2 separate regions of the Oryctolagus cuniculus genome follow, and region 1 is linked to region 2. Evidence: chromatin contacts called from public Micro-C data. All regions are on one chromosome and are shown on one strand. Each heading gives the region's core, a stretch centred on a gene start, on an enhancer-like site or on the middle of the called end of the contact. The rest is flanking DNA. Distances are from core to core; before and after follow the strand shown. Region 1 holds the start of SMIM29 (small integral membrane protein 29). Region 2 holds the start of RPS10 (ribosomal protein S10).

Region 1 (4,908 bases), core at 1,479-3,978, 140 kb before region 2:
GGGGCTGGGGCCGTGCCCACCCCTCCCTGCTTCTGCTCTAGGCCTGTCTCCCTCCCATGGGGCACTAATAACAAGGAGCTAGCCCTGCCCGCCCCCACCCCTCCTGCTCCGCCCCACCCCCCAAGGTTCTGGTTCCATCTTTCCTCTGTTCACAAACTACCTCTGGACAGTTGTGTTGTTTTTTGTTCAATGTTTTGTCCTTAGACATCCCATCACCGCTGCTGCTGTCAGCGCCGAACGCTCCCCCCATTGCCCGCCTCATTCTGTCCGCATCCCTCCCCCGGGACAAGGGGGCTGGGGCGCAGCAGGCTGGGGCCCTGACACTCAGGCCCAGGGAAGGTGGGGCCTCACCCCGAGGGTGCTGCAGCAGAGCCAGGGGGCCCGTGTTTGTCCTGAAGGGTGTAGGAGCCGCCTTCTCCCCCTGTTCTGTTGGGGAGGGGGCAGCCGTTTTATGTCCCAGCCTGGGGCTCCCCCTTTGGTTTCCTATTTGCAGTTACTTGAATAAAAAAATATCCTTTTCTGGAAAGGAGTGTGGTTGTGCTCTAAGGCCTGGGGGGCGGGGGTGGCAGGGGGAGTGGCACTCTGGGGACCTCAGGCTGGGGTTGGAGCCTCAGGTAATTTAACCCCCTTTGAAGAATTCTGCCGCGTCTCTAGCCACAAAACCATTTATTTACAAAATATGTATACTGAGTATTATACATCTGGGTCCCTCGCTGTGGAAACCCAAAGCCAGTCCAGGATCCAGGGAACCTATAGAAAGCAAAGTTGTCTCCCAGCTGCCTCTGCCCCGGGGAGGAGGCCCCCATTAGTGCCGGGAGGTGGGTGAGGGCTGAGGGCAGGGTGAGGCTGCTGAGCAGAGTTGGGGGGGCGGGGAAGCAGACTGCAGGACCCCCGAGGCTCCGGCCGGGGGCTCAGGTCAGGTCTTGACATCCAGCAGGGGCACCCGCTTGTGCTGGTAGCCACTCTGCCAGCCGTGCACCACCTGTGGGGCGGAGGTCACACAAGGCTGGGTTGGAGGAGGCGCCCCCAGCCACGCCCAGGTGGGGAGGGCAGAAGCAGCCTGGGTTTCCCCTGCCCCTACTCACCTTCGGGTCTCCCACGTCCGACAGGAGCTCCTGCTCAGCCTCGTGCAGCTCCTCAGCCGGGTCGTAGCTGTACATGGGGAGCAGGTGGTGGCGAAGCCGGTCCACCCTGGGGGCAGGGCGGGATGCTCAGCCCAGGCCCCCAACCCTCACAAGACCTGCCTGGACCCCAGGCAAGGACGGGCCCTTCCCTGGAGAGCTGGTGGGGGCAGGGGGAACATCTCCCGAGGGATGAGGGTGCAGAGGGCTCAGGGGAAGGAGTTTAAGCAGTGGGGGGCAGTGCCACTCACCGTTTTCTCTTCTGGACATACATTACCTGCAACAGAGACAGCACTGGGCAGCACTGGGCTGCTAGGCCCCCCGCCCCCTTACAGAACACAGCTGAGATGTGTGCAGAGGTGGGGGGGGGGGGCTCCTTACCACGGCCACCACCACCCCGACCAGGGTGATGAGGAAGAAAGGGCCCAACACATAGCCCACCATGGAGTCGCTGTTGGCCTGGGGCGCATTGGGCACTGTGGTGTTACTCATGACACCGGCAGGCGGAGCGCGCGGTGGTCAGCATGGGCAGTGGTGCCTGGGAGGGCGCCTCCACCGGGCTCCCTGGGGAGGAGGAAGGGAGGTTACCATTGCACCCAGACTTCTACACCCCCACCCAGGGAGCACTATGAATACGGGCCCTAGGTCAAGTGTTGGGATGAGGGGTCCCCCAGACACCCCTGCTGGGTGTAACCAGCCCAGAACTCCGCAAATTCGGTAAGAAGGCCTAGGTCTGGTGCCCAAAGTCCTGTCCAGCTCTTATCCCGAAATCAGGGTGGGGCTCGGATCAGATGCCGGGCAAACATTTGCAAGCCTCCACTTCTGGGGAAAGGTCAGTAGCAAGTTCCCTGTTCCCTCAGACCTGGGCACCGGGGCTGCAGTTCCTGCCCAGGGGCGCACGCCAACATAGGGAGGTCCTGAGCTGCGGCCTGGGGGTGAGGCGGCAGCGCCCCAGCCGACCCCCACACTTCGACTACAGGCCACATGCCGGCGCTCTGTGCCCTCCTCGGCCCTGGGGTCACCCCAGACACAGTCCGGACATCCCCTCGGCGGTCCCCACGCCAGGGTGCACACAGCGGGCAGGGCTGGCCTGTATCTTCGAGATGATGTCACCTCCCTCGAGTCCCTCTGGTCCCCACCCGGGGCTCCGCCCAGGTCCCTCCCTCCTGGTCTGGAGGGCGCGGAAGGGGAGCGGGTCAGCTCCCTTTGACAGACGCGAGATCGTCCCGGGGCGGCTGCACGCTGGTGAACCGAGGGCCCTGACCCGGCTTCTCCAGGGTCTCTGTCAGGGCGTCAGGGGTGAGCGACCGCGCCGTGTCCCGGGGGCGCTGGGCTCGCCCCCGTCACCCAGTGCCCTCTCCTGCTCCCAGGGCGGGGAGGGCGTCAGGACGGGCCAGAGACGGCAGGCGGGAGGCAGTTCCCACGGCGCGGGGAGGCTCAGGCCGGGGTGGGGGTGTGGGGAGCGCCGAGGGGCCGCCCCGCGCCCCGGCATCCTGGGATGCCGGCGCTCCGCTGCCCAGCCACCCCGGCCATGCCTTACCTCCCGCCGCCGCAGCCCCGACAGGAACGCCCTCGCTTGGCTCCCCGGCCCCGGAAGAGCCCGCAGCGCGTGATCAAAGGACCCGGGGAAGTGGGCGGGGCCTGGGCCGCCGGGCTCAGCCAATCCGGTGGTGGAAGGAGGCCGGCCTGGAGCCTTCTGGAGCCGCCAATCCGGAGGCGGGGTGGGTGCATGGGGCGGGGTCGGGGCGGAGGGAAGCTCCCTGGCTTGCAGGGCCCCGGCGGCGGCGGCAGGGGGCGACCGAGGGCTGCGCAGCGGGGGAGGAGGGGCGGGCCGGGCGCGCTCGGTTTCCCGGCGGCCCCCGGGCCGAGGCGGGCTGCGCGCCCGAAGCTGCGGATCGGGTTCCGGGAGCGGCCGGCGTGGGTTCGGAGCCCGCCGCCTGGTTGGAGCCCGAGCGCCGGGCCCGCAAGGCCTCGCCCAGTGTTGGTTGGCCGGCCCCTGGGACTGTCTTAGCGGGAGGGCAAGCACGCACGAGACGCCGGCGCCTGCAGGTCCCGGGTGGGTTTCTCTGTGTTCTGTGGTTTTTGAGTCTGGAGGCCGCAGAGACCCCCGGCCCTGGCTCCTGTCAGAACTGGGCCGGCCTGGCCTTGCAAGGACGTGAGGAGCAAGCGAGGGGTCGTGATGGCCGTCCACGCATGCGGCTTCTGCCCTCGTCCTTCGGACCTCCGGCCCCATGTCTGAGCGCTCATGCCCGTCAGGCTAGTGTGTGCAGGGGGCCAGGTGTCAGGGTGAGGGACTCGGCGTGTTTTAGCTTTCCTCGCTCCTGGGACAGAGCACCCTGACCTCAGGTGACGCTGTGCAAGCCGAGGCCTAGAGCGCCGTATTGAGCCGCCAGGCCTTCGACCTGATAGTCCAGGGCAAGGCGAACGGCGTGGTGGGGCAGCCCTGTGGCTTCCTCCGGCGCGGGGGCCGCCCCAAGCCCAGCCCGGGAACAGCTCCAGCTCTGCCTGGCCTCTTCCTGCCGGTGTTGAGGCTGCTCGGGCTTTCTCCCTCTCTGTGTTGCTGTGGCTACAGCTTGGCGGAGGGCAAGAGGACTGAGGCGTCAGAGCGAACCGGCAAAGGCGAGACCTGAAAAGGTTGAGCTGTTTGCAAGCGACCGCACTGCAGAACGAGGGTTGCGGACAGGCATAGACCTGGAAGACATCCGGCCTGCAACATGGTAGCATTCATAGTACCTGGCATCTGTCAAGACAGTGACCCATAAACACCCAGGCACGGGGCGGCGCTGTGGCACAGCAGGGCAAGCCACTGCCTTCTAAACTGGCATCCCGTGGGGGTATCTTGAGTCCGGGCTGCTTAGCCTCACATCAAGCTCCCTAATAACTAACAGAATCATAGAGTTACAGATGCCCACAAATGAGATAAAAATGGAATAAAAATACTTGTAAAAGAAGGCAGAGTGGCCTGGTGCTGTGGCCTAGCGGGTAAAGCCACTGCCTGCAGTGCCGGCATCCCATATGGGCGCTGGTTCAAGTCCTGGCTGCTCCACTTTCAATCCAGCTCTCTGCTATGGCCTGGGAAAGCAGTAGAAGGTGGCCCAAGTCCTTGGGCCCCTGCACCTGAGTGGGAGACCCAGAAGAGGCTCCTGGCTCCTGGCACCTGGATGGGTGCAGTTCCGGCTATTGCAGCCATCAGGAAAGTGAACCAATGGATGGAAGACCTCTCCCTGTCTCTGTCTCTGCCTTTCAAATAAATAAATAAGTCTTTACAAAAAAAAAAAAAAAAAAAAAAAAAAAAAAAAAAGAAGGCAGAAGCAGAAAGGGGGAACAAAGAACAGATAACAACAACTAGAAAACAAATAACAGGAAATAGAACTGAAACCTAACTATCAATAATTATATTAAAAGTAAGTGGTCTAAACAACCCCATTAAATGGCAAAGACTTTCATATTCGATTAAAGTGAGATTCAACAATATTCTGCCCCAAGATCGCACTTTGAATACCTTCAGATGTGCTAAAAGTAAAAGGATTTGAGAGTCAAAACTGGAGAGGCTACCCCAGGATCAGAGAAAGCTGACTTCAGAGCGCAGGACGTTACCAGGGATAAAGAAGGTAATTCCACGGTGACAAAGGAGTTAATTGAAGAAATAAGCTTCAATGTTCATGTACCAGATAAGAGAGCTTCAAAAGATATGAAGTAACAACTGACAACTGCAAAAGCAAAAAAAGTCACAGTTATAATCCGAGATGACCGTATGGTTCTCTCAGTAACTGGTAAGAGGAGACAT
Region 2 (5,202 bases), core at 128-2,627:
GGACAAAGGTTCCCGAACCTGACCAAGAGTCCGTGTGCCATAACCCTTCTACAGCTGACACCAACGATGTCTCCCGAGAACACCCCTGTCCCCACACCCACTCCTCCCGCTTCCAAGCAGGCCCCTGGCCGTGTACCTTTGGGCCTGGGCCTGCCGGTCTCGGGTCGGCTGCGGCGCAGGGTGGCAGGCACGATCTCAGGGGGCAGGTGGAGGTAGTCCCGGAGATACTGGATGCCCTCGTTGGTGAGGTACCAGTAGAAGTGTCTCCACGCAAACTGCTCCTTCACGTAGCCTCGAGACTTGAGCGACTGCAAGGCAGAAAATGACCGTTAAAAACGCCGCCGAAGCCTGGGGGTCAAAACGAGAGGCAAACACTTTTAGTTGGCCTTGATGATGACCCAAAACCCCACTCCCAGCCCCACACACACCTGCATGGCCTTCATGACGTGGAGGTTGGGCACGTTCTTGTCCGCCAGCTCCGGGTGCTTCGGCATGTGCACGTCCTTTTTGGCTACCATCACCCCCTCCTTGAAGAGGAGTTCGTAAATGGCAATGCGATTCTTCTTGGGCATCAACATCTGCAGAAAGGAAAATGGCCAAGTTCACGGGCCTCATAACGACCCCGCCAAACCACTGGGCACCCCACAGAAATGTGCAGATCGAAAAACTACTGCACGCGCCCCCGACGGCGTATGCGGAAGAGAAGCAGCAGCAGACTGCGTTGTGGGTACCTGGGGACCATCGGCGGCTGCACCCTAAGGCGCGCAGACACGTTCCGGGGAAGAAAGCTGTCGCTTCTCGACAGGCTGCTGACTCCAAGGCGAAGCGCCAAGGCCTTCGCCCCCTCCACTCCTCCCCGACTAGAGCTCCAGCGCCAGCCAGGCAGGCGGCGCCGACTCGGGTCTTCCCCGAGCTAAGCGTGTGCAGGCAGGCTGCTGTCTTCCCAGCCTCGCCCGGCTGGCCCCCTCGCGCAACAGCTTCATCCTCCTGCCGTCAACCGGACGCCAATCTTCGCCAACCCGCGTCCCTCTACCCAGGGAAAGGCGCCCCAGACCCTCTCGCTGCTCAAAAATACATGCGTGGAAAGAATGAGAGAAGGCCCCCGCCCGACCCTACAGAAGCGGGGGCGCTTCGGCGGCAGGATGGCCCCGATGGGTGCCGATGGAAACCAAACCCCGCCAGAACTCACCGCGGCGGCTGTAGGGTTCGGAGCCGAGGCCGGAAAGGAAGGGGCATGCGCGGCGCAGCGTCTCTTCCGGGCTGGCGTGGCCCCGCCCCCCGTCAGGACCCGCGCGCTGTCTGGGGTGGCCTCGGCGGTGCCTGAGGGACGCGAGGCTCTCGCCGCTGCTCTGCCCGCCCTCGTGCGCATGCGCGAGGACAGCGCTGTCGGGATCACGCCTGCGTTTTCAATCTCTGGTTATTTGTGTTCCCGCTGAAACTGGACGCTGGTAGCGTGTTTGTTTTCCCTGCCCTATAGTTTAACTGCAGGTGACTCTTCCATACTCTTGGAGCAGGAAGAAAGAGAACATGAAGATAAAATAATAATGTAACAATAACCAAAAAAGCCAGAAAAAAAATTTTTAACATTTTAATATATTTTTTTTGACAGGCAGAGTGGACAGTGAGAGAGAGACAGAGAAAGGTCTTCCTTTTTGCCGTTGGTTCACCCTCCAATGGCCGCCGCGGCCGGCGCACCGCGCTGATCCAAAGGCAGGAGCCAGGTGCTTCTCCTGGTCTCCCACGGGGTGCAGGGCCCAAGCACTTGGGCCATCCTCCACTGCACTTCCGGGCCACAGCAGAGAGCTGGCCTGGAAGAGGGGCAACCGGGACTAGAACCCGGTGTGCCGGCGCCACAAGGCGGAGGATTAGCCTAGTGAGCCGTGGCGCCGGCCCATATACATGTGTTATGTATGACATGTTTTGTGAGCTTTTTTCCTCTGAGAATCTCTTCACGTTAACATCTCTGATTTTAATGACTGTTGAAGTCAGCTGGTGAATAATCAACACTCTAATTGATTATATATGTTTAAAGATTTATTTATTTATTTGAAAGGCAGAGTTACAGAGAGGCAGAGGTAGAGAGAGAGGTGTTCCATCCACTGGTTCACTCCCCAGTTGGCTGCAACGGCCGGAGTGGCTGTGATCTGAAGCCAGGAGCCAGGAGCTTCTTCTGGGTCTCCCATGTGGGTGCTGTGGGCAGACAATTAGGCTAGGGAGATTCCGGGAAGAGGCAGGAAGAACCTAAACCTTTCACGAGAGATGATATAGATAATCAGTCACAGCTGAAACCTGCATTTATCACCCAAGTGTTTTATTGTACCCTGTAATCAATAATTAAGAACCTTGTCGGGAACTCTTTGTAACCTTAAAAGCCTTTTTTGATATGTAAATCTTTTGTGCTCCTTCTTGAACAACTGGTCATGTTTAAATACTACTAGATTTGTTCAATAAAGGAGCCTTGATCAGGACTTGTCTTGGCTCCATTCTTTGCGTCCTTGTCCCCACATTCCCACTCTCTGTTTCAGGAAACCCAGTTCATTGTGCTGCAGGTCGGCACAGGTGCAGGGGCCCAAGGACTTGGTCCATCTTCTACTGCTTTCCCAGACCATAGCAGAGAGCTGGATAGGAAGAGGAGCAGCCGGGACTTGAACCAGTGCCCATTTGGGATGCTGGCACTGCAGGCAGTGGCTTTACCAGCTACGGCACAGAGCCGGCCCCCATACAAAAGCTCTTAACCTGGGGCGGCATTTGACACAATGGTTAACATGCCACTTGAGACACCTGTATCCCATTTTTGGGTTTGCGTTCATCTCTGCTCCCAATCCCAGCTTCCCTCTAATGTGTACCCTGGGGGGCAGCAGGGCATGGCTCAAGAGGTTGGGTCCTCGCTGTCTGCTTATGAGACCCTGACAGCTCTGGGCTCTTGCCTTTGGCCTGGCCCTGCCTGTTGCAGGCATCTGGGGAATGAACCAGTGGATGGGAGACTTCTGTCTCTCTCTCTCTTTTTTAAGATTTATTTTATTTACTTGAAAGGCAGAGTGACAGAGAGGGTGAGACAGAGAGAGAAAGAGATCTTCCATTGGCCGGTTCACTCCCCCATATGCCTGCAACAGCGAAGACAAGGCTGGGCCAAAGCCAGGAGCCTGGAGCTCCTATGTTAACTACCATCCAGGCAGTGATGGTTTGGAAAACAATTTAAGTGTCTCCCCATGCACTAAATAAAGTCTTGACCCCCCCCCCCCACCAGAGTCTCATGCTAGTTGATTAAGATGGAACTTAACGGAATGATGGTGTCTGAGGGTGGGGCCTTAGGAAGTGATTAGATTGGACGAGGCTGTCAGGGTGGGGCCCCATGATCCAATCCTGATGGTTTTCAGCACAGACAGGTGAGTGTGGAGGGCAGGGTGTGCCCCTGGCCTGCGTGTGGAGCATCCCCATTGCCAAGCTCCACCAAGGCCAGACTAGGGGGTTTGCCTGATCCTGAACTGTGACCCTCCAAACTGTGAGCCAAAATAAACCTCTTCCCTCCTAAAGGCTTCCCCTCAGCCCAGGGTGCTGCAGGACTGGCTCACACAGAGACCAAGACCACACTGCGTCCAGTCCCCGGGAGGATCTCTTCCACTCACTCCCAGTACGCTGCGGACCGATGTCACCACCGTGCGAGCTTGGGCCCGGCCAGCGGCCCCTCCGCACTGTTAGGCCTGGCCCGGGTGTCACTAGGTGGTTACTGTGGAGTGGCGTTCCATGTAAAGATAATTTGTCTACCCAGTCCCCACTTCTTTTTCTTTCTTTCTTTCTTTCTTTCTTTTTTTTTTTTTTTTTTTTTTTTTTTTTTTTTTTTTTTTGACAGGCAGAGTGGACAGTGAGAGAGAGAGACAGAGAGAGAGAGAAAGGTCTTCCTTTGCCGTTGGTTCACCCTCCAATGGTCGCCACAGCCGGCGCGCTGCAGCCGGTGCAGCACTGCGCGGATCCGAAGCCAGTAGCCAGGTGCTTCTCCTGGTCTCCCATGCGGGTGCAGGGCCCAAGCACTTGGGCCATCCTCCACTGCACTCCCTGGCCACAGCAGAGAGCTGGCCTGGAAGAGGGGCAACCGGGACCCCGCTGTGCTGGCGCCGCAAGGTGGAGGATTAGCCTATTGAGCCACAGCACCGGCCTCCCAGTCCCAACTTGGTGAATGTGTAGGTTGTTCCCGTGTTTGGCTGTTATAAATAAGCTGTTAGCAATGTTCCCACACGTAAGTTTTGGGTACGGGTTGGCAGCAGTTCCAGAAACAGCCAAAGTTGAGGACCAGTGACTTTGAGGAGTCCACGTCCCCAGGGACTCCTGGGGGTCTCACCAGATTGGAAATGAGTGAACTACGGCTTGGAAAGACTTTGAGTTGCTCTTTGGTTCCTTCTGAGATCCCTGGGCCTTTATGAAAATCCCTGTGTCACAGCAGTCACAGGGGAAGCCCTGGAGAGCACGGCCCTATGGCCAGCACCACGGCCCAGCAGGCTCTCTGCTGCCGGTGCTGTGGAGCCCCAGGGACAGAGGATAGAGGTTCATGATCCAGGAAGAGCAATGCCCCAGCCAGGGCCGCCCCTGGTCCTGTCTGCATCTCCTTTTTTTTTTTTTTTAATTAGTTAATTTATTTATTTTTTGACAGGCAGAGTTTGACAGTTGAGAGAGAGAGAGACAGAGAGAAAGGTCTTCCTTTTCCATTAGTTCACCCCCTAAATGGCCACTACAGCCGGTGCTATGACAATCTGAAACCAGGAGCTTCTTCCTGGTCTCCCATGCAGGTGCAGGGCCCAAGCACTTGGGCCATCCTCCACTGCCCTCCAGGCCACAGCAGAGAGCTGGACTGGAAGAGGAGCAGCCAGGACTGGAACCGGCGCCCATATGGGATGCCGGCGCCGCAGGTGGAGGATTAACCAAGTGAGCCACGGCGCTAGCCCCAAGCTGCTCCACTTCTGATCCAACTCTGCTTTGGCCTGGGAAAGCAGTGGGAGATGGCCCAAGTCCTTGGGCCCCTGCACGAATATGGGAGATCCAAAAGAAGCTCCTGGTTCCTGACTTCAGATTGGTGCATCTCTGACCGTTCGACCACTTGGGGAATGAACCAGTGGGTGGAAGACCTTTCTCTCTGTCTCTCCCTCTGCCTCTCTGTAACTCTGCCTTTCAAATAAATAAATAAATCTTTAAAGAAAAAAGCTGCAAGAA

The links. A called contact is a pair of places that touch in the nucleus more often than the background predicts.
Region 1: a Micro-C map of ear pinna shows a contact between it and region 2, with 5 times the contacts expected there. The contact joins the promoter of SMIM29 here to the promoter of RPS10 in region 2. A contact is called at or near these places in 4 of 6 Hi-C or Micro-C datasets (ear pinna, psoas muscle, skin fibroblasts and 1 more).

Annotation. Positions count from the first base shown.
Region 1 is chr5:135,090,034-135,094,941 of mOryCun1.1, reverse strand. It overlaps SMIM29 (small integral membrane protein 29), which reads right to left and starts at 2,728. Exons shown (of 5, transcript XM_002714604.5): 1 at 2,662-2,728; 2 at 1,503-1,685; 3 at 1,373-1,398; 4 at 1,086-1,191; 5 at 650-982. The coding sequence starts at 1,613. The coding sequence ends at 917. LOC138849675 (a long non-coding RNA gene) reads left to right here and starts at 1,681. Exons shown (of 2, transcript XR_011388719.1): 1 at 1,681-2,420. HMGA1 (high mobility group AT-hook 1) reads left to right here. Exons shown (of 6, transcript XM_070074181.1): 6 at 1-526.
Region 2 is chr5:134,951,402-134,956,603 of mOryCun1.1, reverse strand. It overlaps RPS10 (ribosomal protein S10), which reads right to left and starts at 1,377. Exons shown (of 6, transcript XM_002714611.5): 1 at 1,190-1,377; 2 at 429-578; 3 at 137-308. The coding sequence starts at 1,369.